5 separate regions of the Mus musculus genome follow, and regions 1, 2, 4 and 5 are each linked to region 3. A link is a contact called in public HiChIP or PLAC-seq and promoter capture Hi-C data. All regions are on one chromosome and are shown on one strand. The core of a region is the stretch at or near the end of the contact, and the rest is flanking DNA. Distances in the headings are between cores, read along the strand shown.

Region 1 (5,175 bases), core at 1,072-3,571, 280 kb before region 3:
AGACTCATGTGTTTGTACAAGTCTATGGGTGCCAGGGAGTGGAATGTGATGGTTTGTATATTCTTGCACATATTTGGAGGTGTGGCCTTGTTGGAATAGGTGTGACCTGGTAGGAGTAGGTGTGTCACTGTGGGTGTGGGCTTAATACTCTCATCCTAGGTGCCTGGAAATCAGTCTTCCACTAGCAGCATTTGGATGAAGACATAGAACTCTTAACTCTGCCTGTGCCATGCCTGCCTGGATACTGCCATGCTTCCACCTTGATGATAATGGACTGAACCTCTGAGCCTGTAAGCCAGCCCTAATTAAATGTTGTTTTTTATAAGACTTGTCTTGGTCATGGTGTCTGTTCACAGCAGTAAAACCCTAAGACAGCTTCCCTTCACAGGACAGGAAAACTACTGCTCTGTTTAGGCTCTGTCAGACTAGAATCTTCAGAGTTCAGTTTAGGGTCAAAGGACAAAGTGTGAACAGCTAACTCGAGAGTCTGTAGTCATGGCTATTGGTCCAGCCTTGTTTTCTTCCAAATTGTAACCTCTTCACCAGGCCCAGAGCCTTCTGGTTCCCTTTAAAATAGGGTATAAAATAGGGTACCCCCACTTATGTTACCCACACACTGGGATGTGGCAGTAAGGCATCTGAAGACAAACCAGGAAGGACAGAGTTCCTTGTACACATTTAATGTAGAGAAACAGATACAGGTTGCGGTGCAGCCTTACGAGGGCTGGAACGTGTGCTGGCGTCCTTCCTCAGACCTTTCCCTCCCCCACTGTAGTCAAAATGGAAGGTTTCTGTGTCTCGGGAAGTTTCATCCTTGCTGCCATCTGTCTAAATCCTTTCCTGAAGTTTCTTTTCTGAGACCCAGAGGCTCCAACACTGTTAGGCAGCTCACACTGTACCAGGTAAGTCCTTTTGATTCCTGAGGACCGTGGCTGGTTACAGGCCAAAGTCCACCCTCAGGGGCCTGCTGGTCAGAGTTGGCACTGATCATCAGCTCGCTCCATTGGCAAAGACTCTTCTGGGAACTCAGCCCAGAGAAGAGGTCACTGGAGCCGTATTTACACAGTGGTCTTTAACTGAAGATTTTGACTTAAAAGTGTTTGGAGAGCAAAAGGCTGTTTTCTGAAACTCATATATATATGAGAGTCATCAGAGTCTCCTGGTTCCCCAAAAATGCAAGTCCCAGGGGCAGAGGACATGGCTCAGTGGGTAAGAACAGTTTCTGGGCAAGTGTGAAGATCTGAGTTTGAATCCCCAGCACCCATAAGAAAAGCCTGGCATAACTGTCCATGTAACCCCAGCACTGTGAGGGTGCATGCATGTAACCTCAGCACTGTGAGGGTCCTTTCAGCTTAGCTCCAGGTTCAGTAATAGGCTCCGTCTCAAGGGAATGAGGTAGAGAGTTAAAGAGCAGGCTTTCCCTGGCCTCTCTGTACTTAAGTGCACATGCACCCAAACACATGTGCACATACACCAACTACATAGACACAAAGTAGGTCCCCAATATTTTTTAAATAAATGCAGGCTTCTGGACTTCTATCCATACTTGCAGAATCAGAATCTATAATGGCAAGAGTCAAGCATGATGGTGCACACCTGTAACCTCAGCCAAGGCTGGAGAGTCACGAGTTCAAGGCCAACCTGAGCTAAACAGTAGGACTTTGTCTCCAAAATCCAAGGGCTGAGGAAGGAGACCATAGCTTTCCTCACTTTCCTGCCCCGTAAAAAGCCTTGGGGTTAATCCCAACCATGGGCCATCAAGGATACTCAGACATATGCAAAGAATCTCTGATTACCTGCAGTCCTAAAAGCTCAGAAGTTAGGAAGGAGGGAGGGAGGCAGCCAGGGAATGAGGGAGGAAGGGAGGGAGACAGACAGACAGAACAAAAGAAAGAGTCTGAGAGGCCATTGAATCCATCACCTGAGCTGAATTCCTTCTCTACTTTGGTCAGTGAACTTTCAAATTCCCAGGATCTGCAGAGCCAGAACCCTGACAAACCTGTGTGTCACATGGCCATCCAATACAGCAAGTGCCCCACGCCCACACCCTTAGTCAGTCCAATACAGCAAGTGCCCCACGCCCACACCCTTAGTCAGTCCAATACAGCAAGTGCCCCACGCCCACACCCTTAGTCAGTCCTCATTTCTTAGCCCATCAGTGGTGTGAACTGAAGTCTCTCCCTCCCTCCCTGCCTCCCTCCCTCCCTCCCTCCCTCCCTCCCTCCACAAATTCTCTTTGTGTAACCCAGGCTGGCCCTGACCTCATTGTCCCAATGTCCCAGCTTCCCTAGGGATTACAGGACATGCCTGGCATGTTGTCAGATCCTTCCTAACTTCTGAGTCACAGGGTTAGGTCATGGAGTCAACAGTGGAACAAGGAAGACTCAGCCCTAGAGTCTGTAGAGCCATGAAGAACCCCTGTCCCTGAGCAGATGAAACTGAGGTCAGGAAATAGCAGTGTGAGAGAGCAGAGAAAGATGCCTTCCCCTTTGTGCCTTCGCCTTTGTGCGGCAGATGGGGAAAGACTCCGCGCAATAGATGAGGGTGCATCTGGGAGTCAAGGCTGAAGTCCCCAATGCCTTTGTCCCTTTCCTAGAAGGTACAAGAGATACCAGACAGCAGATGCCCTAGGTGTGCCGCAGAGCAAGGCCTGGGATGGCCTTGGGTTTGCAGTGGAGCTGAGAAAGCTGTAAGGGGGTGGGGCAGGGGGAGGGTAATGAAGCAATGAATTTTGGTTTTGGGCTGTGAGGAGCCTTGCAAGGATTGACCTAAATCAGGGATCTTTGTGTGTATAAAGCCCCACATTCGTGTGTATAAGAATTAAGGAAAGAAACGGATACTTTCACATTTTTAAAATAATTAAGTGGGGTGGGGCGCGCACTTGTAATCCTCGCTCTCCAGAAGTAGAAAGATTATGGGCTAGTTAACGGGACTCTCACTTCCCTTCCATAGTTAGATATCCATGTATACATATATATGGCACTATAAATATAGCATGCATACATATATAGCATGCACTTGCACTCAAAATTCAAGAACTACAAAAGGCTTAAAGTGAAAGTGGATTCCACATCCATCCTCCAGTTCGCATACATTCACACAGCACATCCGACCGTTTTAACCTCCGTCCTGGGGCAAATGGTGCTCCATGTGCGGCTTCTTGCTTCCCCCAGTATACCTTAAATAATTTATAACTGCTACTAAAAAGCGTCTTTAAATGCCCCCCCCCAATCTTTGGCTACAGAATATACCATTGCCTGAATCTGCAGTGCTTTGTTTAACCTGTTTCTTGCTAATGGACACAGATTAGCTGCAGTGAGTAAGTATTTACAATCAATGTGTAGTGGGTAATAAAGTCCTGAGGTAGCGACACTGGGTCAGAGGGTGCCTACATTTATAATTTTCTTCAGTGTGGCCAAATTATTTTTTACTCATTTACTCATTCACACACACACATACACTCATATGTACTCACTGTGTCTCTCTCTCTCACACACACACACATACACACACACATGCACACACACACATACACTCACACACATGTACATGCACACACATACACACTCACACACATGTACATGCACACACACACTCACACATACACACACTCTGTTTCCTTGGCCCCTTGTTATTCTAGCAAACTGATAAATTGGAGCATGTATGATATAGTCCTAGTCTTCATTTTCTCTTACAATGAATGGCGTCAACAGTTCTGTCTGGTCATTTGGGTTTTCTGTGTGAGGCCTCTGGCTACCCTCTGCTCGTTTTCCTGGGTTATTGATCACTTTCCTGGTGCTTTGTAAGGAGCCCTGCATGCATTAGGGCACCAGCCTTTTAAAATTAACTTGTACATAGTTTTGGAATCAGTGGCTTCTCTCTTAACTGTGCTTATGACCTCTACCCTATATACATCTGTATAAAGTCGAATTTATCGGCTTTTCCATGTTTCCTACAGTTTGTGTTATACCTTTAAAGTCCATAAAAGGGATTGGACTTGCTGAATTTGCTAAGACAGCCAAACAGCAACACCCTTTAGGCTCTTTGCAATACAGGGCTGAAATTCCAGAGAGATGTTTGCAGAAGATGCCTGCCTGCCTGTCTGTCTGTCTGTCTGACTTGCTTCATTTGAGGAAGAAGGGTTCTGTGAATGCTGCCTCTGCAGACTTCCCTGTGGTGAGCCCCCTCCCTAGTAGGCCACCACTCCCCACACTGTTCTGGGGGAGCCCAGTTTGTCAAGGATGACCCTTGCCTGCCCAGTCCCCTCTTTGCCTTGCCCAGTGCTAGAAGTGCTGGGATCTCAGCTTGCCCCACCGTAGCTGTATCTTAACTCCCTGTGCCTCCCATTGGGCAACATCTTCAGAGTGCTCAGCCCCAGGGCTTTGCCCGAGAACACCATCCGTATACAGGAGCAGATCAAATCATCACCCAGCTCAGCCACGACTTTATGGGCATCCCCTCTCGGGCCAGGCTCCCCACGTGAGCCCAATCTGTCCCTCCTCCAGGTGGGAAGGAACCCTAAGGTTAACAGCATTGGCTTCTTCTTTCTCTCCCCTCCCCTTTCCTTCCCACTCTCTTCTGTCCTGTTTGTATTAGGGGTGGCCGTTGGCATGGTGGAGAGTGAGTAGCTCTGGCTAGCTAGAAATGAGTGTACAGAGAGCTCCTGGGTCCCTCCAAGATGCACAAGCAAGGTCCTTCTCACTTTCCAGAATTTTCCTACCCCAGGAAAGATTGCATAATGAGAATCCCAGGGCCTTTTGCACCCAGCTTTCCCCTCCACTGCCCACCAGGTACAAACACTCCATCACCTAGAGCTGGGGCTTCCCACTGTCACCTGAATCATTGCCTCGGGATTCAGCTTAGACAGCGGGCTCTGCAGCTACCAAAGGCCACAGCTACAGAGTGGAACAGCCTCTGATCCATCTATGGCCAACTCCAACCACAGATCTTAGAGCCAAAAGGTGCACACACCGCCCTGACTGCCCCTGTAGTGGCAAACTCACACAAACCTTCCACATGCCAAACCCTAGCAGGAGAAGCATCCTTGCCCTCTGCCCAGCTCAGCAGGCTCCCTCATTAGGGGCTCTAGAGGTGGGGCCTTCATCTTACAGACCATGTTTCTGTCTGCACCGGCTGGGGGGGTTCCCTGGCTTCTGACTGTGACCCACTCTGTCC
Region 2 (5,062 bases), core at 391-2,890, 340 kb after region 3:
GAGTTCCTTGATGATGGAAGGGGTGTAAACTTAGTCACTGAGCATCCTGACCCGAGAGATGGTAAAATGGCAGACCAGAGCTGGCCGAGCAGAATCCTAGAAGTGTGTACCCTTGGGTTACGCCCCCTTTCCCAGGACCCCAACCGTGCACTCACGTTAGCTGGGAGGATCTCAGGCTGCCCATGGGCGGGGCTGACGGAGGGAAGCAGACTAGGCCTCTACCATATCTGTGGGAGGGACTTCCAAGGACCGAGACTGAAGAAACAGCGCGAAACAGGAGACACTGGGAGGAGAGGCGGAGACCGACACTTAGTAGGGCTGTTCCTAGTCCCCAATACAGCTTGTCTGAGAGGATGCGGAGAAGCCATAATGTCTGTGCTGGAGCCCTTGAGGTCTCCAGGAAAAAAAAAAAAGGCATGGGGAAGGGGCTGAGTGGAAGGGGTGCTGATGGATAGGCGAGCAGAGCCCAAGAGTCAGTAGGCCCTGCTCCCCCCCACCCCCTCAACGCTCAGAGGGGTTTGTTGTCCTAGAGGACCTGGCGTTCCGCGGGCGCGATGCTCTGGGAATGCCCGGCGGAGTTGGCTGTCTTGTCCTGGCATGCACATTCCGAGCGGGGCCTTTTGCTCCCTGAATCACGAACTGTGAGCCCTTCACAGCAAGATTAAGAGCACTACCCATTCCGGGAGCACCTCCGCCCTCTGAGGCTCTCTCTGGGAGCAGCCTGTCCGGGCCTGGAAAAACTAGAGTCCCTTTGCAGGGACGCTCACAGACAGGGGAGTGCTGTGTCTCCGGTTGTGTGACAAGAGGACCTGTGCCTCAGATCCTTCCATTATCTGGGGTGAGCGAAGAGAAGGGGAGGGATGCGAGAGCGGTGAGGAAGGCGCCCTTAGCCAGTAGGTCTCCTGTATCTTCTGCTCCCGGTCGTCCCTAGCTATAGCGTCACCAATATCTAAGTCAGCACTGGGGGACTTCGGCTGGTTCACCTCTCGCCCCCAGACAGAAGGCAGCCCTACACCTAAAGCTCCTCCCCGGGGTTTGGGCCTCCGGGCCCTCCTCCAGGTTCGCACTGCTCTAGCCCCAGTGCAGCGAGAAGGGCAGGCGGTGCGCGGGGCTCTAGGGTGGGGACGGCCACCTGGGGGCACCTTTCCCGCCCTCCCAATACTCAGCGCCATCCTCCCCAACGCCATTCCCCCCTCAGTCCAGCCCGGCCCGGGCACCTTAGAACTTTCGCCCGCTGGCCTAGCTTCCACTTGTCCCGGCAGACGCGCGTGGGGTCCGCGTCCGGAGCTGCCTGCTCCACAGCCCTGCTCCGGCGATGCCCTGTTTCCTGTTCAACAATATAACCGGCGGAGAGCGCTCGGCAGAACTTCCTCCCAAGCCGGGACTGGGCTGTGCTTGCAAGAGACAATCCCCGGTGTCCTGGCTTCCTGTCCCCTCTGGGCCGGGCCAGCGCTCTAGGAGCAGAGACGCCACCCTCCCCCCTCTTCCCCAGGATCCTGGGCCACACCTGACTGTCTCCGGGGAGGAGGCGGTGGCAGGGCCTGGATGGAGATCTGCGGGGGAGGCAGTTTCTCTCAGCTTCTGACCAGATTAGACTCCCACTGACCCTCATCCTTGTCGGAGGAAGTCACCGGCCACTCTGCAGGCGGCCGAAGTGCAGTTGCGGGATCCTCCCATTTTGGAAACTACCTGCCTCTTGGGAAAGCAGCCTTAGCACTCTGAGGTGTGCCTGTGAACACTTCTGACAAAGGCAAGACCCAGTTTTTATTTTCTCTGGCTTCCAAGAAAGAGTGGGGTTCAACTAGATGCTCCATTAGGGGCCGCTGAGCAGAGAAGGGAGCCCCCCACCCCCACTAGGCCGATGTTCCTCTAGTGTCGCAGGGCTAAGGGTTCAGCTGGACAGCCCTCCACCAATTCCTTTTTCCATATTTTGACTTGACTAGTTTTGTCCACTAACAAGTCCACACTGAGGTGGGTATCTTAGGATCCATTAGGGAAGGCACAAAATGAAGGGGTGAGCTCTTTCCCTCCACTCTACCTTTGTCCTTTCCTAGTTGCCCTAGTCACTCTGCCAGCCAGCCAGGTCCTTGTCCATACAGCAACCTGATGCCCAACTGTGCCACAAGCTAGCCTGTATAGACATGGGAGTACCCATGAGTCTCAATTTACTCCCATTACATGCTTGTGGGGACGGTTAAACGAAATAGACACTAAACACAACGATGGTGAGCGCATGTATTTTATTAACCTGTTCCTTTCATTATAGGAGGCACTTTCTGGGGATGAGAACTCCAGTTTGCCCATCCCCCTCTAGACAGGGGAAAGGGGAAACTGCCCTCAGAGGCACTGTGCTGAAGGTGGAAAGACAACCAAAGACAGCAGCAGCAGCAGCGCAAGTGCCAGGCGCCTCCCCCGGGCCTGCCACCCCCAACCTCCAAATCCAGTTCCTCTCCCTTTGCTCTGAGCCCTGAGAACCTGCCTCAAAGATGGCCAAGGAGCACCCACCCACTGGCTGAGGGCGCTCAAGGCCAGGAAACGAAGCCCTGGATGTTGTCTTTTTCTGTCCCATTTTTCTGCAACCTGGTTTCCCTAGGAATTAATCTGTTTCCTTCTTTTGTCCTAACAGGGGCAGTGGGGGGTGGGGGTGTTTGGTGGGGGTGGGGGCTTCTCCTGGAGCTCCTGGGGAAGGCTAGCAGTAGACAGGCCTCTGGAGTCTTTAATCCGTGAGTGTAGGTGCCAGGGCCCGGTTTCCTTGTTTGCCTCTCTCCATGCCCAGAGTCCTGCTTTTACAGGGTGTGTGTGTGTGTGTGTGTTTGAGAGAGAGAGAGAGAGAGAGAGAGAGAGAGAGAGAGAGAGAGAGAGAGAGAGAAAGGCACCCACCTGCGCCCGCAGCCTACATTCCCTCACTTACCTCTTCTCCCTCGCTGCTTGGTCAGGCAAGTGTGCTCCATGGACCCTGAAATGCTCAGTGCATAGGACTAAGGGGAGCCAGGTAGTGTTTCCCCAGAGCCAAATGATTGAGATTCAGAAACAAGACTGCTTAGAAAGGCCAGCTCTTTACTGCAAAATCACTCAAATACCACACAGCAGCAGTTTCTCCTCTGCACTGCCAAGGCTCACTTGTCAGAATATTGCATAAAATAGCATTTTTTCCAATAGTGTGGGCACTGCTGAGGTTCACGTGAGCACTCTTCTGGTGGGGGCAAGTCTCTCACTTGAGCAGTCAGTCAGTCGCTTAGTCAAGGACAGGGCCAGCTCTTATGCTCGCAGCCCAGACACTGGGAGGGCTCCATCTCCTAGACAGGTTCTGGAATACCCTCATGTGACAGGCCCACAGGGGACAGACTCTTGCCCATTCAGGATCCCAAAACAAGGAAAGGAGGCTCTGATCAGGTTGTAGTTTGGGGGACGTGTTAATGCTAGCTCGGGGGTGCAGATAGAGATACACTGGGTGGTTCTGGGGGCTTTGGTGTTTCAACCACTGGTGAGCGCTGTCTTCCATGACGGACAGATGAACTCTTGGCAGCCTCTGCCATCTGCCTTCCTACTCCTATGTTTTATTGCACAATTCAAGCTTCAGGTGACTCAGCTCATTCACCTCAGGGAGGGTGGGGTAACCTCCTCTAGACAGGACAGGCACATTTCCAGGGAGACCCTCCATTCCACCTGAGGCCCCTGGCTCTAAGTGCTCTGGGGTAGCCAGAGGGTTCAGGGGTTCAGGAGAGGAGAGCAGAGCAGAGCGCATCCCCACGCCCCTACATGCCTCAGGGCTGTGACCATCAACTTGAAAACAATTCCAGGATGTGGCCATCAGACCCAAGAGCCTCTTGAGGGCAACCCTACTCCTGGGAAGCCCTTTGGGTGCTGCAGTGTCCTGCTGGGCAGGGTGAAAACTCAAGAAATGCTATGAACTCAAGGCTTTGTGAGACTAAGGGTGGTGAAGCTCTGCAGGCAGCTTTGGGGCAAATTCTCCTCTCTCTGCAGCCCAAGGATGGCACCTCTCCACAGATGGAGCTTGGAGCTCTCTGGTTTCTAGCCTACTCTACCCTGCAGGGTAAGGGGGCATGGGGATGAGGTGGGCAAGGTCATGGCCTTCCTGAGCAGGGAAGGCTCAAAGTGCTGACAGTGCTGGTGCTGGTCACCCCCTGCTCCTGCTGTGCTGTACTCACAGCTATTAGGTAAGCCAAGAGCTCCAACAGAGGGAGGGACGCTTTACAGGTGAGAACGTGAGGAGTGGAGGGAAAGGTGGCCACAGAACCCAGCCTCACAATGACAGGCCATTTGGCACATGACACTTGCACTCTTGGCAGTATGTGCCAGAAAGGGCAGAGGCAAAGCACCCAGTCCAGATAGGCTAACCCAGCAGAGGCCTGTCCACCCAGCTCCATGCCTGCCTGGGCTGGGGCTGCTCTCACCCATCTGGTCGGGCGAAGGGTTGTATTTCTTGGGTGACTTGGGTAGGTCAAGAATAAAAAAATATTTTCTGTTTAACTATGAAGGGGGAAAAAACCTGCCTTAAAAAAACTAGACCTTTACTCAGGAGCATGGTGGCAATGCTCACCAGGCTTCGTTCCCACAGTGTACACATGAACAGCCCTAACGGAGGAGCCATGACAGCCGGGGAAGCCAGGCCCTGGGCAGAGGCACCTGCTGGATCCCCTCTTGGAGCAGAAGGGTTGTGAGGGGCCTCGGGCATCACTGGGACTTCCTGCGCCTTCTCGGTAGGCTGGAGCTCTGGGCACACCCGAGAGTCTTCCTTATAGGGAGAAGAGGAAGCCTAGGCCAATGACAGACCCAGATGGATGGCCCCAGAAAGTTGGGACAGCGGGGTTAACTGACAACGTTCTGTTCCTGGTACTTGCGCCGGCGGGCACATCGGGGACAGCCCTTCCTCACCACAGCCTGGCAGCTCTGATGGAAGACAGTTCTGCATTCAGCACACCTGAGGAGAGAGCATCGGGGGTTGCTGGTGCCATGGACAGAACCCAGAGAGGCTGAGTTGTCAGCAGCTGGCGCCCACATGTGCTACCCTCCTAATCCCTTGGAAAGCAGGTCAGATACT
Region 3 (5,450 bases), core at 509-3,008:
GCATGCTAGGCATGTCCTCTACCAGGAAGCCCTAATGCGAATATGGTCAGCTGAGCCCAAGTGGGCAGCTTTGACTGCTTTCTGAAATCAAACAGAAATGACCAAGGAGTGTTTGCATCTTTGGAGTCTTACTTCTCTGGGCCTGCCGCTCAAGTAAGATGAGTTGGCTATATTTAGCTCTGCAGTTTCTTTTTTGTTGTTGTTGCTCTTGTTGTTTTCTGTGAGTCAGAAAAGGAATTGCTTCTTCCCTTGTTCAGTTTTACCAAGGCAAAGGTCATTTCCCTTTTCGGCCTTGCAGCTCTCTGATGGTAAGACCCAGTCTTTCACCACCCAGCATACTCAGCACAAATAGGAAGGCTCTAAGCCCTTGTCTTTGGGCAATCTTCTCAGGATTATGATTAGACTAGCTAGTTACAGGACAAAGCCCAGAGGGACAGAAGCATTTAGGCAATTCTAAGATAGATGCTGCATTTACCTGGCTATAACTGATTCGTCCTTGGAAGTTGCCTGGATCCAACAGTGTGACTGGTGTGACGGTGAAGCCTTACAGAGGGCACAGAGTAGGTAGATACAGATTTATAGACAGATTTTGCCGCCTACAAACAATGTACCAACTTTTCTGGAACAGTCTTTTCATCTGTGAAAAAGGAATAATAATGGCATAACACATTCTAAGCTTGTTAAAATTATAGGAATTCAGGTACAAAAAGTCTTACGCCAGAGCCTGGCGTGTAAGTGCTCATTAAAGTCTTGTGTTGGGAGTAGGGGAGCTCGTGAGGCCTCAACCCCAGACTAAGAACTACAGGCAATTAAGGAAGGCTAAAAATGGGGGAGGAAATAGTTCTTCCCAGGCACACCAGCCCTGAAATCATTTGCATACAACATTATGCTTACTGAACGGGCTATATTTATATATTTAGGAAAACACACACACACCCATATGTAACAACAACTAAAGAAAAAGAGGCCATGAATTTGAGAGCAAGGTGGGGTGTATATGGGAGGGGTTAGAGGAAGGAAAGGGGAAGTGGGGAAATGGTGTAATTATCATAATCTTAAAAAAAAAGACTTGTTATGGAAGGCTCTAGAGGAGAATCAAAGGGAAATGTGAAGAAGAGCGCAGTGCAAAATTAGAAGCCAAGAAATGGTAAGCCTCCCCTGCAAGCAATCAAGTCTTTGGCTCGGGGGCAGTGTTCCACACACCTCAATGCACTGCCTCTCGGTTTTAGATTTCCAAAGACCCAGGTCTCCCTAAAGGCTGGAGTAGGGAAGGCAGCCGAGAGCAAACCTATAGGAAAGTCCTCTGTAAGGGCATTTGAGCTCCTGGAGAATCGCAGCCATGAACCTCAGTGTCTTTCACTTACCCAGGAATGGTAACGGTCCTTAACGTTAGCCGATAACGGCTCATCTGTGGCCTGTTGATTACCAAGGGCGGCCTGAAAACCTTGGACTTTGCAAGCCCTTTACTTGCGAAACTCTAATTCAACATGGAACTGCAACTCCCAGCGTGCCCCGCGACCACCCTATAAGGCGTACAGCGCCCTTCGTCTCAGAGGGCGGCCGAACCTAGGGGCTTCCGGAATTGCTGCCCGCTCCTCCCAAGGCAGCGTCCCTTCATGATTTCTGGGTTTTGTAGTCCACATCGGTACAGTTTTTTGAAAACAAGCCACCCTTAGTGGCAGATTTCTTCACACAAACTACAAAACCCAGAATACAGCGCGTACTTCCTCTGTCCAATAGGAGCCCTCCATGTAGCGGGGCGCGGAGTCCGGCTCTCGCAACCCAAGATGGCGGATGAGAGTGAGACAGCAGTGAAGCTGCCGGCACCTTCGTTGCCACTGATGATGGAAGGGAATGGAAACGGCCATGAGCACTGCAGCGATTGCGAGAACGAGGAGGACAACAGCCACAACAGGAGGTAACGAGATCATCGTAGCCCAATTCCTGTCCGGTCTCCCACAAGCTGGGTATCTGGGGTGCGGGGAAGTCACCGGGAGCTTAGTCTAACCCCACCCCCATGTTCTTATTGGCTAAGCCATTGAGATCCTACCTAGCGATTGGTTTTTGTCTTTGTCACTTACCAGGATGGGTGCTCAGATATTAAGGGTCGGAGACATGCAATACTTTTATTATATAAAAGTTCTGTTTAGTGTACCACTCCCTTGCTTTAGGCACGATGGGGGAAAAGAACATTTTGAACGGTAGATTTCAGTAGTACAATGCAGAGCAATCTAGAAGCTGCGGTTCAGAAGGAACGTTACTTATAAAGGTGTATGAGAAACGTGACTAGCCATAAACTAATAATAAAACATTTCGTTGTAGTTCACGCTCAATGAGGAAATTCACTAGGCTATACAAGCCATGCATATAATTATGTTGTAAAATATAACTGCCAGACAAGTCCGAAATATAAACTCACTATGATCCTATGTTATTAGTGATGTGATGTTTTGATTTATTCAGTGTCTGTTGCCTCAAATAATCGGTGAAGAGTCAATTTCATTGTACCTTCACTTTGTTAATTTAGTGAAGGGCCTCAAAGCTTCAATAAACTGATGTTGCTTCTTGGAGAACATGTGGTATTTGTGGGGTACTACTGCACGTCTTGTACTTTAGGGTCTCCCTGGGGTTTTTTGTTCGTTATGTTTTGCCTTTTTAGACAGGTTCTACTGTGTAGCTATGGCTGGCCTGGGGCATACAATGTAGAACAGATTGACTCCAAACTTGGGGTGATGTTCTTGTCTCTCGGGTATGGGGATTAGTACTGTTACAGGTCACTGTGTAGGTCAGGGTCTTACTATAAGTAATTTCAGTCTTTTGTTAGTAGAGAAGAAGAAATGGGCCAGATATTTGAGAATTTGTATTTGTCTTTGTTTTTCCAATCAGTACATCAGTAAGCCAGTCACGAAAAATGATGTATTTAAGTTCATATTATTTTCCTGCTGCTCTAACGCCCCCACCCAATATGTATGTATGTATGTATGTATGTATACATATGTATATTTTTGTGTAGAGACTTGTGGGTGTGTGATTGAGTGGTTGTTTGTTGTTGTTGTTGTTTTTTGTTTTTGTTTTGTTTTGTTTTGTTTTTTGAGACAGGGTTTCTCTGTGTAGCCCTGGCTGTCTTGTAGACCAGGCTGGCTTCGAACTCAGAGATCCACCTGACTCTGCCTCCCAAGTGCTGAGATTAAAGGCGTGTGCCACCACTGCCTGGTGGTAGTTTGGTTTTTATAGCCAGATTTTGTTATAGCCAACTTGCCATTAGCTGTAGCCGGCAGCTCTTAGCTTCCCCCTAGCCCCAGTTAAAGTTGAGATGAAGATAGAAGTTTGTAACCTTTGGCTACACTCTATTTATTCCTCTGTCTTAAAGATGGCTGAGCAAAGGATTAAATGATCAGTAATCTGACTGTGGTGAGTTTTAGGCTTAAAAAAAAAAATCCAGCCTCTTGTTCTCTCACCAGCATGGGGGGGAACAAAAATCACAAGAATGTGGCAGAGAAGAAAGCTTGCCAGCCTTGATTTCACGACTGTTCTGTGGTTGTAATTCACAGCAGATCCAGTGTAACAGCCTCCTTTAAGACAGCTATTCCCAAGAATGGAAGAGCTGAGAAGGAGGAAGTAGGCACTGGAGGAACACAGGACAGGCCTCTTGAGGGAGAAATCTTTCAGATGAGAGGGCTGAGTGTGAAAGTCCCTTCAGAAGTGGAAGTCCAACTTTTTCTTTGTTCATTCTATAATTGCTCTAATTTTCTCTGTGAAAATGTTGCCCCAACCGATGTCAGTATTTTTATTTTATTTTTTTTTAATAGGTTTGTATGCTGAAAAAAACCACAGTTTACAAAACTTTGCCAAGACTTGAGATCTAGTTTGGCCATAGAGCACGTTCTCACCATATTGCAGGCCCTGGTGTTCAGTCACAAGCATGAAAACCAAGAAAATCCTGTTTGCCAGGAAGTTCTTTGTTTTAGTTGTGGTGCCACAGAGTGATAGCTCCCTTTTCCCAAAATCTTTAGGGGTGACCTCCCCCCACCCCGGGGGGGGGTGTTTTATTACAGGATATGGTTTGAGTAAGCAAATTATATTAGTATGCCAAATCGAGGGGTCCGTGAAAATGAAGTAGTTTGCAGGTGGCACGTGACAAATGAAGGACCTAGTCAGGAGCTCCTTCTGATGCATAGAACCAGCATTTTCCGTTAACTATCAAAGCAGAGTAAGTGTTTTTGGAAGGAGACAGCATCACCCTTGGGAAAGTATGAACTTTGGAGTCATTGATACCTACTTTGAGCAGGGTGTGGTGGTGCAATACACCACCACCACCACCCACTCCCCCCAACCCCACCCCACGGTTTCTCTGTGTTACCCAGGCTGCCCTGGAACTTACTCTGTAGATCAGGCTGGCCTCACCAAGATCCACCTGCGGCTGCCTCTCAGGTGCTGGAATTATAGGTGTGTTCTACCTATAATTGCACCAGTTGGTACAATCCGTTGATCCCAGTGCTCCAGAGGCAAAGACAAGTGGATTTCTGAGAGTTCAGGACTAGCCTGGTCTATGTAGCAGACCAGCCAGGACTACATAGTGAGAGTCCATCTACAAAGACAAAATGAAACCTTTTATTTTAAAACCTGGTTAAGGTACGCAGTAGTTGTGATCTTGGGAAAGTTTCTTTCTCCACGGTTGCTTCTGAGGGTAGAGAGGAAGGAGCATTTCGGGTGGAGTTCTCCTTCCCTGTTCTTTCTTTATGTCTCCCCCCAACTTTCCCCAGCTTGCCTTCTGTTAATTTTACAAACTCCATTCTTGAAGCTTTATTACAGCAATAAATAATATGTCTTGATAACTTACTGAGTGTGTCTAGGTCTCCACGTCTCAGGGGCTATTAAATGAGAACAAGGATGATGTCCTGTAGCTGCCTAGTGCGTAGTAGGTGTTAGTAAGTGAAGGCAAATCTTAAAGTGCCTGGCCTAAGGTTAGTGCAGGGTCTCTGTAGCCCAGGCAGCCCTCAAACTCATTTTGTATTGAGAAAAATCTTGAATTTCTAGTTCTCCTGTTTTCTCTTCTTTAGTTCTAAGGTTGTGGGCACATTTCCAGTCTTAGCTTTTTTTTTTTTTTTTTACATACATACTTTGGACAATAAATCGTGTGTGTGTGTGTGTGTGTGTGTGTGTGTGTGTGTGTGTGTTGGGGGCTGAGTTCTCGCCTTCCTTCTTGTTAATGCAGTCTTCCATTGTTTCTGCCTCGCTGCGCGTGCTAGGTTAACTGCTCTCAAGCTTCTGGGTGCTTCTCCTCTCTGCCCTGAGTGTCCTCCCTGGAGCACTGAGATTGCAGGTGTGCCACCACCTGCTGCCTTTCTGCGCGGCTGGCTCGTCCGTCCGTCTGTCCGTCAGGCTTGTGCACCTTTAGCAGACTTTCTTACCTACATTGCTGAGACACAGAGACCAGCCACCCTCCGGCT
Region 4 (5,840 bases), core at 2,898-5,397, 380 kb after region 3:
AGGCACTGATTCACCCTCATGTGCCTTTCGGGATGAACAAAGCTTTTCTGATCTGTTTAATTCTTAGAACAGTCCTGTGCGACATGGTCGTCTCTACTCTAGAGGAGCACACAGGCTCAGTAGAAGCAAGTGAGAAACAGAAATCTCAGATCTCCTCAGTCCTTTCTTTGCAGCTCAAACTGTCTCAGGTCAAAAGCTCTGCTTTATCAAATAAGAACTAAAGCAAGACACCGTCTTACCAGACAGATTTATGGTCTTCTCCACTGCACCTAAGTTCTAGAACTGTCTTAAGTGTTCAACTTGGAAGGATTTGTCCCAGTTCTAGCTAGTACGGTCATCTCACTTCATCTGCACGCTGAGGAAGGAAGAACACGGCTTACATGAGACTTGAAAGAAGGGACAAGGAGCTTTACTGCTCTCAAAGTCCTCTGTCCATCAGTGAACGGCCAGGGCTTCTCTTCAGGGGCACCCTGGCCATGGCAGCTGCCCTCCTTGCGGAGCCTGAATCCTATCCCTGTGGGTTGTGAACAGCCCTGTGCTGGGGCCGTCCAGCTGCCAGACGGAGGCATGGGGCATCTTATTTCAGTTGAAAAAGAATGACAGAGCTGCGTTCTGATTCAGAAAGGCAGCTGACCTCGCAGACACGAGAATCCTGAGTGAGGAACCAGCACGTCCCGAAGAGAGCTGGACTTCTAAACCAGTGTCCTGGCGGGCAGGGATAGGGGTGAGTAATACGAGGGGTGGGTGTAGGCAGGGCTAAGAAGAGGGTTAGGGTTAGGGCTATGGGCAGGGTTTGGGGACGGGGTGGGGATGGGGAAAGAGAAGACGCTTCTGAAGCAGGAGCTTCAAGTTAAATACTGCTGGAGGATGAGAGACCAGACCAAACTCTCATGTGGGCGAGGGCATCTGCCCCCGCTGGACACATTTCCCCTCCGACTTCCCTTTCACCCAATACCACCAACTCTCCCACAATCCTGTTCCACACAGTATAGGATTCTTCTCTCTACCTCCTTTTGGCTTTGTTTTGTTCTGTCTGCTGGGTAGCTCAGGCTGGCCTCAACTTCTAGCAATCTTCCTAGTTTCTCATCCCTCAGCGAAGAGATTACAAAGCCTGGCCAACTCTGCCTGGCTTTTAGATTTTTCCTTCAGCAGGACCCAGTAGTGTGCTACCACTGACTCCTCTTCTGGAGGTCCTGAGTTCAAATCCCAGCAACCACCCGTAATGAGATCAGATGCCCTCCTCTGGTGTGTCTGGAGACAGCTACGGTGTACTTACATATAATAATAACTCTTTCTAAAAAATATTTTATTTCTGAGCAAGATCTTGCTATGTCTCATAGACTGACCTTGAACTTACTATGTAGCCCAGGAAGGTCTTAAACTCCTTGGGAAAGCTTTGAACTCTCATTCTCAGCCTCCTGGGCACCTGTGGTTTCAGGTGGGTAGCACTGTACCTGGCTTTGCGATAGGATTCTAAGGACGTGGGTGCTCTGAGTGAATGAAAAAAACAACTTCGAAGAATCCACTCATTGCTGTACTTCTAGGACCTAGGACTAGTACTCAAAAATCAAAAATAAATAAATAGCTGGGCAATAGTGGTACACGGCTTTAATCCCGACATCTGGGAGGCAGAGGCAGGAGGATTTCTGAGTTCAAGGCCAGCCTGGTCTACAGAGTGAGTTCCATGCCAGCCAGGGCTATACAGAGAAACCCTGTCTTGAAAAAAACCCAATAAATAAATAAATAAATAAATAGCTCAACTCTTGAATGACTTAATAGATACAGGCGAGGCATATAGAACAGATTCATCTATTCAGCAGACTGGGAAGCTGAGGCACAACACTTTACGCTGTAGGGCTACTGAGAAATTTCTGCCAGTACACAAAGCTGCCAATGAGTGAAAAGCAACTCTGAAGGTTGCATCATCATGAGAGACTATTCAAGGCAGAGCTGCATTCAGCCTTCACAGAAGGAGACGGCTGTGGTAAGCATGGTCTCTCAAGACCCTTGCTGACAGGGCCTGAAGTGCAGCTCAGTGGTAGAATATTTGCCTCACATATACAAGGCCCTGGACTAAAACTCCAGCACTGGGCTTGCGTATGGGGGAGGGGGCTGCCAAAGACCCCTCCCAAAGCAAGCCCATTAGAACCTGGTTGGAAATGTCCTTGGACTATAAATGCTGAGCATAGGACTTAAAGACACACATCTGTCTCAACTACTGGGTTCACCTTTACATGTTCCTACAAACCCCAGTGGCTAAGACTAAGTGATCCAGGACCTACAAAAAGAGAAGCGATTTTACAGTCCCTGTACTGTCCTTCAGCCTCCCAGGACTCCTCCTGGCTTACAACATGCTTCTGATGGCCATTATGTTTCTGGGTTCAATAGTGGGGAAGCTCTGCATTCAGCTATGCAGAAAGGAACACTGGGTAGATTCTTCCTCACAGGTGCTAGGACACACTGGCAGGACTCTGTGATCACAACCAACTAACTCCACACTGCTTCCCTGAGGCTCTCTACTGACAGAACCGCCAGCCAAAAGGAAGGGCTGGTTTCCATTACCTCAGGATGAATGAGATGGTTGAGTGGCCACCTCTCACCTCCCAGGTATTTGAATGACACCTACCATTACAACAGCAGGCACAAATGACTTAATAGGAATGCCAGAAAAGCCATCTGTGGAAACACATTTAGGAGATCAGACACTACAAAGAACATCTCCCCCAAGAAGCTTTATACTCAGTTACCATCCGAGTCCCTACACACACCAATTTAGCTGTTTAGTCTGCTGGGCTCTGAACAAGGAGCAGACATGGCTGTTGAGGAATATAGCAAGTATGACCACTAGGGAGCTATACCCTAAATTCTCAAAGTGAAAGAGAGCTGGATCAAGGAAGAAAATGACAGGAGTTGAGTAGATCTAGTTAATAGCAATTCTGGGAAGCCAGGCATGGTGACTCATGCCTACAATTCCAGCACTTGGGAGGTGGAGGCAGGGAGGATCAGGAGTCCATGGCTGTTTAGATTGGCTGTCTTAAAACAATAACAAAAACAAAAAACAAAACCACCCTCCATCCTACAAAAACAAACAAACAAACAAACAAACAAAAAACAGATTAAAACCAGGAGTGGTGACCCACACTGTGAGTTTGAGGCCAGCCTGATCTACATAGTGAGTGATCTGAGAGAGAGATCTAAGGCTAAATAGTGACATGCTGTCTCAAAAACAACAACAACAACAACCCAAAACCCCAAACTAACAGTGATGTTAGGGGGCAGGAATATTATGTACATGCATAAAATTCTCAAAGAATTAATAAATGCATATTAAATTTAAAGTAACGAAAGGACTGGGGGAAGTGGTAGAAACTGAGACAGTCCTCTACAGCAGAGTCGGGGACAGTTTAATATTAAGTCTTAGACAGGAAAGTGCCTGAGAGACCTTACCTCTGTGATCAGCTAGGGAATTAGGTAAAAATCGGTAAAGAAAAGATACACACAAGCCTTGAGATAAAGCTGTGACGTCAGTAACCAAGAAGAAACCGGCAAGTTCAACAGGAGAAAACTTCAGTAGTGGGTCAATGGGAGGGAGGGAGACTTAGCGTGTTTGGGACGAGTGAGCCAGATACGACAGGCTGCGATAAGAAATTGAGCCAGAATGGAGGGTCGAGGGAAGGTTCAGAAGAGATGAGGGATAAACGCGATGTTGAGATAAGAGGTGGCGAAGGGATGTGGCTCGCTCGGATCGGGTTGCAACTGGGCTAAAGAGGGGTCACGAGTGAGGCTACACTTTTGCAAGACCGGTGGTTAGGGGACCCGGCTTGGGGCTGAGGTTGGCTGCGGTGGAGACGGAGGGGAGAGAGCCGGTGGCCACTGGCTGAGGTGGGAGCAGGCCCGGGCTGCGAAGGGCCGAGGTTCCCACCCCAAGTCTCCAGGCGCACAGGGGTCGCGAGTGGCTGCGAGGTTGCGGGCCCACCGCCGGGTCGCATCACCGCCCCGCGCTTCCCTCCACGTTCAGACCCCAGACTCACTCACCGAAGGGATCAGGAGCAGGTGGCGGCGCTCCGGGCGAAGCGAGACCCCCCTCGGTTCCGAGCAGAAGCTGCGGCTCCAAAGGCACTGACAACAGGAAGCGGCGCGCGGCGTCTGACGCCATCACGTCGGCTCCTCGCTACGGCCCCGCCCCCAGTCCTCAAAAACCAATCACTGGGCCTAGAGGAGCCGAGGGGCGGGGCCGTCAGCTCTTCCCTTGCCCCGGATTGCAGGGCTTCTTGGCTCAGGTGAGCGATCCTGCCGCTCTCGCTACTCTGGCTCTGGGTAGCGCAGAGAGGCTGGACCCTTGGAGCTTCGGGACTTCTGCGTCCCGCAGCTCTGCCCCTCAATCGCATCTGTGCAACTTTGGGGTTGTCGTGTTTGCCCCCTTAATCCGAAAATGCGCCCTGTTGCGCCATTAACCCGTATGTTTCCCTAAGGGCATTAGTAGTGGAGGGAGCAAGTGGATCCTGGGTCCAAGTGGGACCTTCAGGTCTGGTTTTTCCGGAGCCAGGAAACAGTTGTTTTGACTTGTCTCATACCACGTGATCGCCCTGAGGGCTCTCTTGGACCTGTTAGTTTAATTTGCCTGCGGTCAGCCCTTTGAGGCATGAAGCCCAGAGGACCTGCTTTTTGTCTTCTCACTATTTAATTGCTTTTGTTCCATTACAGAAAATGACAGCTGTCTCTCGGAATAGACGCGGAAGAAAACTGTCAAATGTAGCAACCGTGACTAATAAAGGGCAGGCTGGGCAGGTCTGAGGACCGTGCCCAAAAGGGAACCTAGGACCTAGGTGTGGGCCATAGAGGTGGTGACTGTAAAAGAAAAGACTCTCTGTGAGTTTATATGAACTTTGCTCCTATTGACTTAGAGGACCTTGTTTTCTTGGTGTCTTCCATCCCCTCTGGCTCCTACACTCTTTCCACCTCTCCCTTGGGGTTCCCTATCTGCTGTAGAAGGAAACTTCTCTAATGATGGCTGAACAAGGCATTGATCTATGAGTACCCAAATGTCATTAGGAGTCATTTTATCACTATGTCTTTTTTTTCCTTTTCTTTCTTTCTTTTTACCAGTTGTGGTTTGAATGTGCTTGGCCCATGGGAAATGGCACTATTTAGGAGGCATGGCCTTACTGGAAGAGGTGTGGCCTTGTTAGCGGAAGTATGTCACTGTGGCTTTGAGGTAATATATATTTGAATATATGTTCAAACATATATATGCTCAAACTCTGCCCAGTCTCTTGGTTGCCTTCTTTTTTCTTTCTTTCTTTTTTTTTTAATTTATTTTATTTTTATTATATGTAAGTACACTGTAGCTGTCTTCAGACACTCCGGAAGAGGGAGTCAGATCTCATTAAGGATGGTTGTGAGCCACCATGTGGTTGCTGGGATTTGAACTCAGGACCTTTGGAAGAGCAGTTGGGTATCTTACCCACTGAGCCATCTCTCCAGCCCTCTGGGTTGCCTTCTAATCAAGACTCTTAAAAAAAAAAAAAAAAAAAAAAAAGCTCCTCCCCCAGCACCACACCTGTCTGCCTGCTGCCACGCTAATGACGGAACCTCGGAACCTGTAACCCAGCCCCAGCTAAATGTGTTCCTTTATAGGAGTTGCCTTGGTCATGGTGTCTTTCACCACAATGGAACCCCTAACTAAGACACCAGTCTTATTTGCTTTTACCCTAGGTCCCTGGGCTATCTGGTCTTTGGTTCTTGGTTACCCCAAGCATGTTGGGTATGGGTTCCACCTGGTGAAGTGGGCCTTAAGTCAAATCCGTTACTGGTCGGTTTCTCCCATAAGCTTGGCGCCC
Region 5 (5,328 bases), core at 2,770-5,269, 320 kb after region 3:
GCTCAAAGCAAGGAGTGGTCCCTTTCCCCACAAAGGACTGGGGCATCTAGGGTTTCGTCTGGTTAGTCACGGAAGAGAGCTCACTGTGTGATTCACACTTTCTGCTTCCCTGCTGGTGAAGGGGCAAAGTCTGAGGCCATCCATCACCTGCCTGGGCTTGAGCTCTACTTCCTGACACTCCCTGCCCCTGGCCTTGAACTTTAAGCTCTAGTTGCACTGAAGTCTCTGGGTCTGTCCCCGTCCACGCGGGAACTTCAGCACGTCCAGTGCCTTCAGTTCCCTTGCAGCCAGCCTGTCTGTGTCCAGGTCTACCCAGCTCTCCCCAGATCCCACCACTGTCCCCATCACACGCAGCCCAGCAGTGCCAGCCCCCTAGAAAGATAGACAACACCATTATCAAACCCAAGCCAGCAGAAATGCACCAGGGACTGATAGTTTCCTAAGAACATGCGATGCTCCCAGCAAACAGTACACCTCAAAAAGCATTAGCAATATGGGTGGGCTGTGGTTTGACTCTAAGTACTGCACACAATCAGGCAGTGCATTTCTGTCACTCAGAAGACAGAGGCAGAACCTCACGAGTTCAAGGTTATCCTTGTCTACCTGTGGGGTTTGAAGCCAGGTTGGGATATATGAGACCCTGTCTCAAAAAGACCAAAGCCAAACAAAATGCAGACAGAGGATCTATCTGGGCAGTGTGATTATGGGGGTTATGCTTGGGGGAGAGGGAGGGCTGGGTAATTGAATCCTAGGCCTCAGGTACAAAAGGCAAGTTGTCCAATTCTCTTTCCTTTAAAAATGTTGGAGCTTCCAATTTTTGTAACAGTAATTAAAACACACACACACACACACACACACACACAATACACACACACACACATATATATATATCAGACACACACACATATGTATATAATCATCACAAAAGTTCCTTCTCCATGGCTGAGACACCTGTGTAAGGGAATCATGTTCTATTCAGCCTGGCTTTTCTCTAGGAAGAAACATAAAAATCGCTCATTTGGGGCTGGAGAGATGGCTCAGTGGTTAAGAGCATTTGCGGCTCTTGCAGAGGACCGGAGTTCGGTTCCGAGCACCCCCACGATGGCTCATGAACCTCGAATGCCAGCTCAAGCATAACCGATTCCCTCTTCTGACCTCCTGGGCCACCAGGCACACACGTGGTGCATGTACATACATGAGTGTTTGTACTCATACACATACAAATAAATTAATCTTACCGCCACCCCACCACCACCCCGCCACCAACCCCGGTCACTCATCCTACAAAGATTACTCTGTTCTGTGGCAGGAACTGAGCCAGGCAGCAGAGAACAAATGGACTTAAGTCCCAGCTTGGTGCGAGCGGCCTCCAGGGTCCACAGGCAGGTGTGGTGCATGCAGGTGTGGTAAGTGCGGCGTGTTAGTGTCGGGCACTGCTGAGAGAGATGGCAAAGCCGGAGGCTGGCGGGAGGGTTCAGTGCCTTTAAGCACTTGATGCCAGGCCTAACAGCTTGAGTTTGAACTCCAGCACCCATTTGGTGGAGGCAGAAGACTGACAGCCCAAGTTACCTTCTTACTTCACACATGGGCACCCGATAAATAAATAAAATATAATTTTAAAAAAATGGAGGCTTGGTGAGACATGGAGGTCTCAGTTTTGCCAAATTGGCCTGTTCCTGGGATGCAGAGGGTTTGAGCCCACCAATTCCCCTCCGTTACCCCTTTAGGATCCCATGGTGGAGACAGACTTCCACCCACTTCTCCTTTCTCCCTGACCCCAAACCCCATGTGGCATCCTGTGTTTTGGTTGCACCAGGCTGCTCCCCTGCCTCTCCAGAAGAAGGTCCCCAGCCACTTCCTGGCCTTTCCGGAGGCTATTCCCTTCGCCTGACTTCCTCTCTCTCCCTTCCTGCTCACTCTAACTTTGCTTCTTGGGGAGCCTCGAGTCACAGGCTCTCTGGAGAGAGATCTAAGCTGCTCATCACTTTGTTCGGGTCCAGTGGCATGCTGCCTTGGAGGCTGGGTGGCTGACCACCTACCTTACTTGGCTACCTTCCTTCCTTCCTTCCTTCCTTCCTTCCTTCCTTTCTTTCTTTCTTTCTTTCTTTCTTTCTTTCTTTCTTTCCTTCTGTGTATATGTAGTGTGTATATGTATGTATATGTTTGTATGCGTGCACACATCTATGCGTATGGCCTGATGCTGACACTGCTTTCTTCCTCCACTTAACTCCACATAAATGCCACCTTACATATTGAGGCGGGGTCTCTCCCTTGAAGCCAGAGCTCATTGACTTGGCTAGTCCAGCTAGCCACCTTGCTCTAGAGATCCCATCTCTGCTTCCCCAGCACTGGGATCACAGGCAGACTTCCATGCCCACCTACCTGGCTTTTACATGGGTATCAGGGATACAAACTCTGGGCGTCATGGTTACACAGTGAGCGCTCTACCCACTGGGCCATCTCCCTAGTCCCTACTGGGCATGCATCTCTTTGTGAGTAGGACATAGGATGGTGTGCCCAGTGCCACGGGGGCCCCCTTCAGGTGAAGCAATGTCCTGAAGCCCATATCAGATCTTCTCAGACACGGCTTTATAGGCAAGTCAATTCTGTGGCAAATGCCAGAAATAAGCACATTCACACAGAACAGAATGTGAGAAAGGGATAGCTGGGATGCGGCTTTGAGCCACAGCGCTCAGGAGATTTCAAGGGATAGGACAGAAACCATAATGACAGGGGACAGAGAGGACAGATGCGCTTCCTGCGTCACAGTTGGACACACCAGGGCTGTGGCCTTGCCTATTCCAGGCCTGGGGTTGGAAGGGTCCATGGGTGATAGGGCGATGACGACGTGGTACTGGGCTCTTTGGAGCAGGGATTTATGCTTGACAGGCTATGGGAGCTAACAGGGGTCTCGAACATAGGACACACCAGCAGGTATGGGGGATACTGAAGAGAGAGAGGGGGGGAGGGAGGTTTAGGTCCCTGGAGTGACAGGGCTACCCCAAGAAGAGACAATGCAGAATCATAAGGTGGGAGCAGGAGGAAGACAGGCTTGCCCCAGAGACACCAAATGCTTGGGATGAAAGAGAGGGACCCTCAAAGAGGCAAACAGGCAGACCCCCATTCCTTGAGGTGGTCTGCAAGCTGCAGCCATGATGATCCTTCAAACTCCAGAGCTCTCTGTGAGCTCCCCACACCCCCAGCCTGGGTGGCAGGCTAAGGCAGCTCTCCTCTGTTAGCATGGTTGGTTCTGCTGGGTTCTCACTGCTGCTGAGGCTGCAGAGGCTCTTTCACTGTGCTCTCAGGGGAACATGGCAGGCCCCCACTCTGGAGACCTGCATGCAGCCATAGCCTAAAAATAGTATCAAGGGCTCCTAAGTTGTAACCTCTGGGTACAGGAGTGGGGAAGAGGAAGAGGCCTTGCCACCTCAGGTCAGAGAACTGAGCCAAGAAATTCCCCTTCACTTCTTTATGGTCCTGGGCCCCTTGTCTTCAATTCCCTTCCCTTGCCCACAGTGGTAGAAGCCCCGTCTCTCTTGCCCCATCCACGCTGTGGATCTCAGAACTCTCTGTCTGTCCTTCTAAGGACAGACGGGAAAGTTAGACAGAAAAGGCCTCCGAGAAGAATGTCTTGACACCCCCCCTCTTCCCCAACATGCCCTGTTCTGAGCTTTATAATCAGTTCCTAAAAGAGTGCGGCATAGACCCACTGCGGCTCCAAACCCAGAAGGCCGCCCCTTCAGAGGCTCAGCCTTTCCCGAGTTCTGCTAACTTACCTGTGCCCGCAGGGCCCGGCTCTGCCTTCTGACCAGTTTTGAAATCATATCCACCATCCCGGCCCTGTCTGAGTTGCTGGGATGCAGCCTGGGAAAGCTTAGGGGGGTGGAGCCGGGGACCACAACTCTGAGGTGGCACAGGGCAAGTGGGAAACAAGAAGCTGCCTCGGAGATGGCGGGAGGCTGAGACTGCGGCTGGTTTCCTGTCAGGGCTGCGGAAGTGCCTGAGACAGAGTTGCCTGATGGGTGTGGGGTGGCTCAGGTTGGGGTGTTTTCATGTTTCCTGGACTCCACTGGCTGTTCCCCCCGACCACCCTGCCCCTGTGCTCAGTGCTCCAGTGACACATTGGATTGATCTGCATTCCATCCCCAGACACAGCTTGGATCAGCCTCTACCAAATCGTTCACGTGTAAGTCATGGGTGTCGTGGAAGATGAGGCTCAGATGGGGACAGGTGGAAAGAAACTCTGAGGAGAGGGCTTCAACCCCGGGCTAGCCTGGTGTACTGAGGCTCAGACACAAGACTGTGAGTGGCTGTGGACTTGCCGCAGGTCCAGGAGGGTGTGAAGGGAAAGAGGAAGGCTGTGGAGAGAGACGTTTCAGATGAGGAAGGGGTTTGGACACATGCGGTATGGGGAAGCTGGTGTCTAGACTCTGCCAGCCAAGAGAACAGAAGGGACAGCGACCACACCACTGTCTTCCCACTCGACCACCTGGCTCTGTCTCCTCCAGACTTGGTTACCAAGGCACATTGGCCCTCTTCCTCCTGGGTGGCCACATACATCCAACCCCATAGACGTCTCTACATCCAAGTGCCTAATCCGCTCACCTCCACTGAGGGAAAGGAGGTAGGACAGCAACCCGCTCCTTTCTTCTGATCTCTCCTCCCTTCATCCCCTCACTAAGGTGCACACTCCAATCCCAGCCACACACAGCAGACCCAGCGTGCCCTGGGTGAGTAGCTATAGCTGTGTCTCCAAGTCTCTGGGGACCATCTTGTCTGTCCTGTCCCTCCCCAAGGTGCCTCCTTCCTGGGCCCTGCTTCTGAGTCTCCAGTTTGTTTCCAGTGTAGACTCTGACCCCTGCCTGCTCTCCCATTGCAGAAACCCCAGAGAGACAGGGCAGGATTGAAACACTCGGTGAGAACGCAGGAGGGCTGAGGCGCTGTGGCCCTCTGCCCTTTCGGCACCCATATCTGAGCTCTATCAGCAACCCAGTCCCCAGGGTACATGGTCCCCAGTTGGTGGCTCCCGGGAAGCCAGTACTACTCTGGGTGCACAGGCTAGCTCTCAGGCTATCTCGACTTCTCTCCTAACAAGCTGAGGTGATGACCACAGCTGGTGCCCACAAGCACACCATGTTGAGAACAGGAGGGGGCAGAGCCACCTGCACAGACCAATCACCCCATCTGTCTCACAGACCAGTTGTCAATCACCCCCTTTCCCTCTCCAGGCCTCATCTTCAAAACCTTCCAAGGAAGGGGAGGGGAAGGGGACAGTGCAAGGGGAAAATCCTGCCCCCTGGATTGAGAGGCACAGTAAAGGCCCCCAAA

Evidence for each region. Promoter capture Hi-C pulls out the DNA fragments that hold promoters and counts their contacts. HiChIP or PLAC-seq counts read pairs in DNA pulled down with a chosen protein or histone mark. Capture Hi-C pulls out chosen DNA fragments and counts their contacts.
Region 1: a contact with region 3 is called in a FOXA1 HiChIP or PLAC-seq map of pancreatic cancer cells. The contact joins the enhancer-like site here to the promoter of Nmt1 in region 3. A contact is called at or near these places in 1 of 39 promoter capture datasets (cranial neural crest) and 7 of 115 datasets of contacts at active chromatin or transcription factors (the SCID.adh cell line, embryonic forebrain, embryonic stem cells and 3 more).
Region 2: a promoter capture Hi-C map of pre-B cells shows a contact between it and region 3, with 4 times the contacts expected there. The contact joins the promoter of Arhgap27 here to the promoter of Nmt1 in region 3. A contact is called at or near these places in 2 of 39 promoter capture datasets (liver and pre-B cells), 3 of 115 datasets of contacts at active chromatin or transcription factors (bone marrow-derived macrophages, memory CD8 T cells and pancreatic cancer cells) and 2 of 9 other capture datasets (liver and pancreatic islet).
Region 4: a promoter capture Hi-C map of pre-B cells shows a contact between it and region 3, with 4 times the contacts expected there. The contact joins the promoter of Plekhm1 here to the promoter of Nmt1 in region 3. A contact is called at or near these places in 2 of 39 promoter capture datasets (neural stem cells and pre-B cells), 4 of 484 Hi-C or Micro-C datasets (CD4 T cells and CD8 T cells), 4 of 115 datasets of contacts at active chromatin or transcription factors (astrocytes, memory CD8 T cells, regulatory T cells and 1 more) and 2 of 9 other capture datasets (adipose tissue and liver).
Region 5: a contact with region 3 is called in a promoter capture Hi-C map of pancreatic islet. The contact joins the promoter of Arhgap27os3 here to the promoter of Nmt1 in region 3. A contact is called at or near these places in 3 of 39 promoter capture datasets (cranial neural crest, neutrophils and pre-B cells), 5 of 115 datasets of contacts at active chromatin or transcription factors (the SCID.adh cell line, bone marrow-derived macrophages, effector CD8 T cells and 2 more) and 4 of 9 other capture datasets (adipose tissue, liver, macrophages and 1 more).

What each region holds. Positions count from the first base shown.
Region 1 is chr11:102,747,605-102,752,779 of GRCm38.p6, forward strand. It overlaps the pseudogene Gm39501. Among named protein-coding and RNA genes, the nearest start is that of Adam11, 11 kb to the right of the region's middle. Within about 2 kb of position 2,322, at least 40 of the 459 cell types and tissues checked have an H3K27ac peak or open chromatin away from gene starts, as enhancers often do. A contact at or near this core is called in the SCID.adh cell line and pancreatic cancer cells, where this site is marked.
Region 2 is chr11:103,362,052-103,367,113 of GRCm38.p6, forward strand. It overlaps Arhgap27 (Rho GTPase activating protein 27), which reads right to left and starts at 1,641. Exons shown (of 18, transcript NM_001205236.1): 1 at 1,218-1,641; 2 at 156-283. Plekhm1 (pleckstrin homology domain containing, family M (with RUN domain) member 1) reads right to left here. Exons shown (of 12, transcript NM_183034.2): 12 at 2,224-4,942. The coding sequence ends at 4,831.
Region 3 is chr11:103,026,785-103,032,234 of GRCm38.p6, forward strand. Nmt1 (N-myristoyltransferase 1) reads left to right here and starts at 1,759. Exons shown (of 12, transcript NM_008707.4): 1 at 1,759-1,918. The coding sequence starts at 1,788. It also overlaps a transcript of Dcakd not described here.
Region 4 is chr11:103,408,558-103,414,397 of GRCm38.p6, forward strand. Plekhm1 (pleckstrin homology domain containing, family M (with RUN domain) member 1) reads right to left here and starts at 4,148. Exons shown (of 12, transcript NM_183034.2): 1 at 4,036-4,148.
Region 5 is chr11:103,340,734-103,346,061 of GRCm38.p6, forward strand. Arhgap27os3 (Rho GTPase activating protein 27, opposite strand 3) reads left to right here and starts at 4,020. Exons shown (of 4, transcript NR_045346.1): 1 at 4,020-4,186; 2 at 4,683-4,730. The region is part of intron 3 of Arhgap27 (Rho GTPase activating protein 27); the gene reads right to left.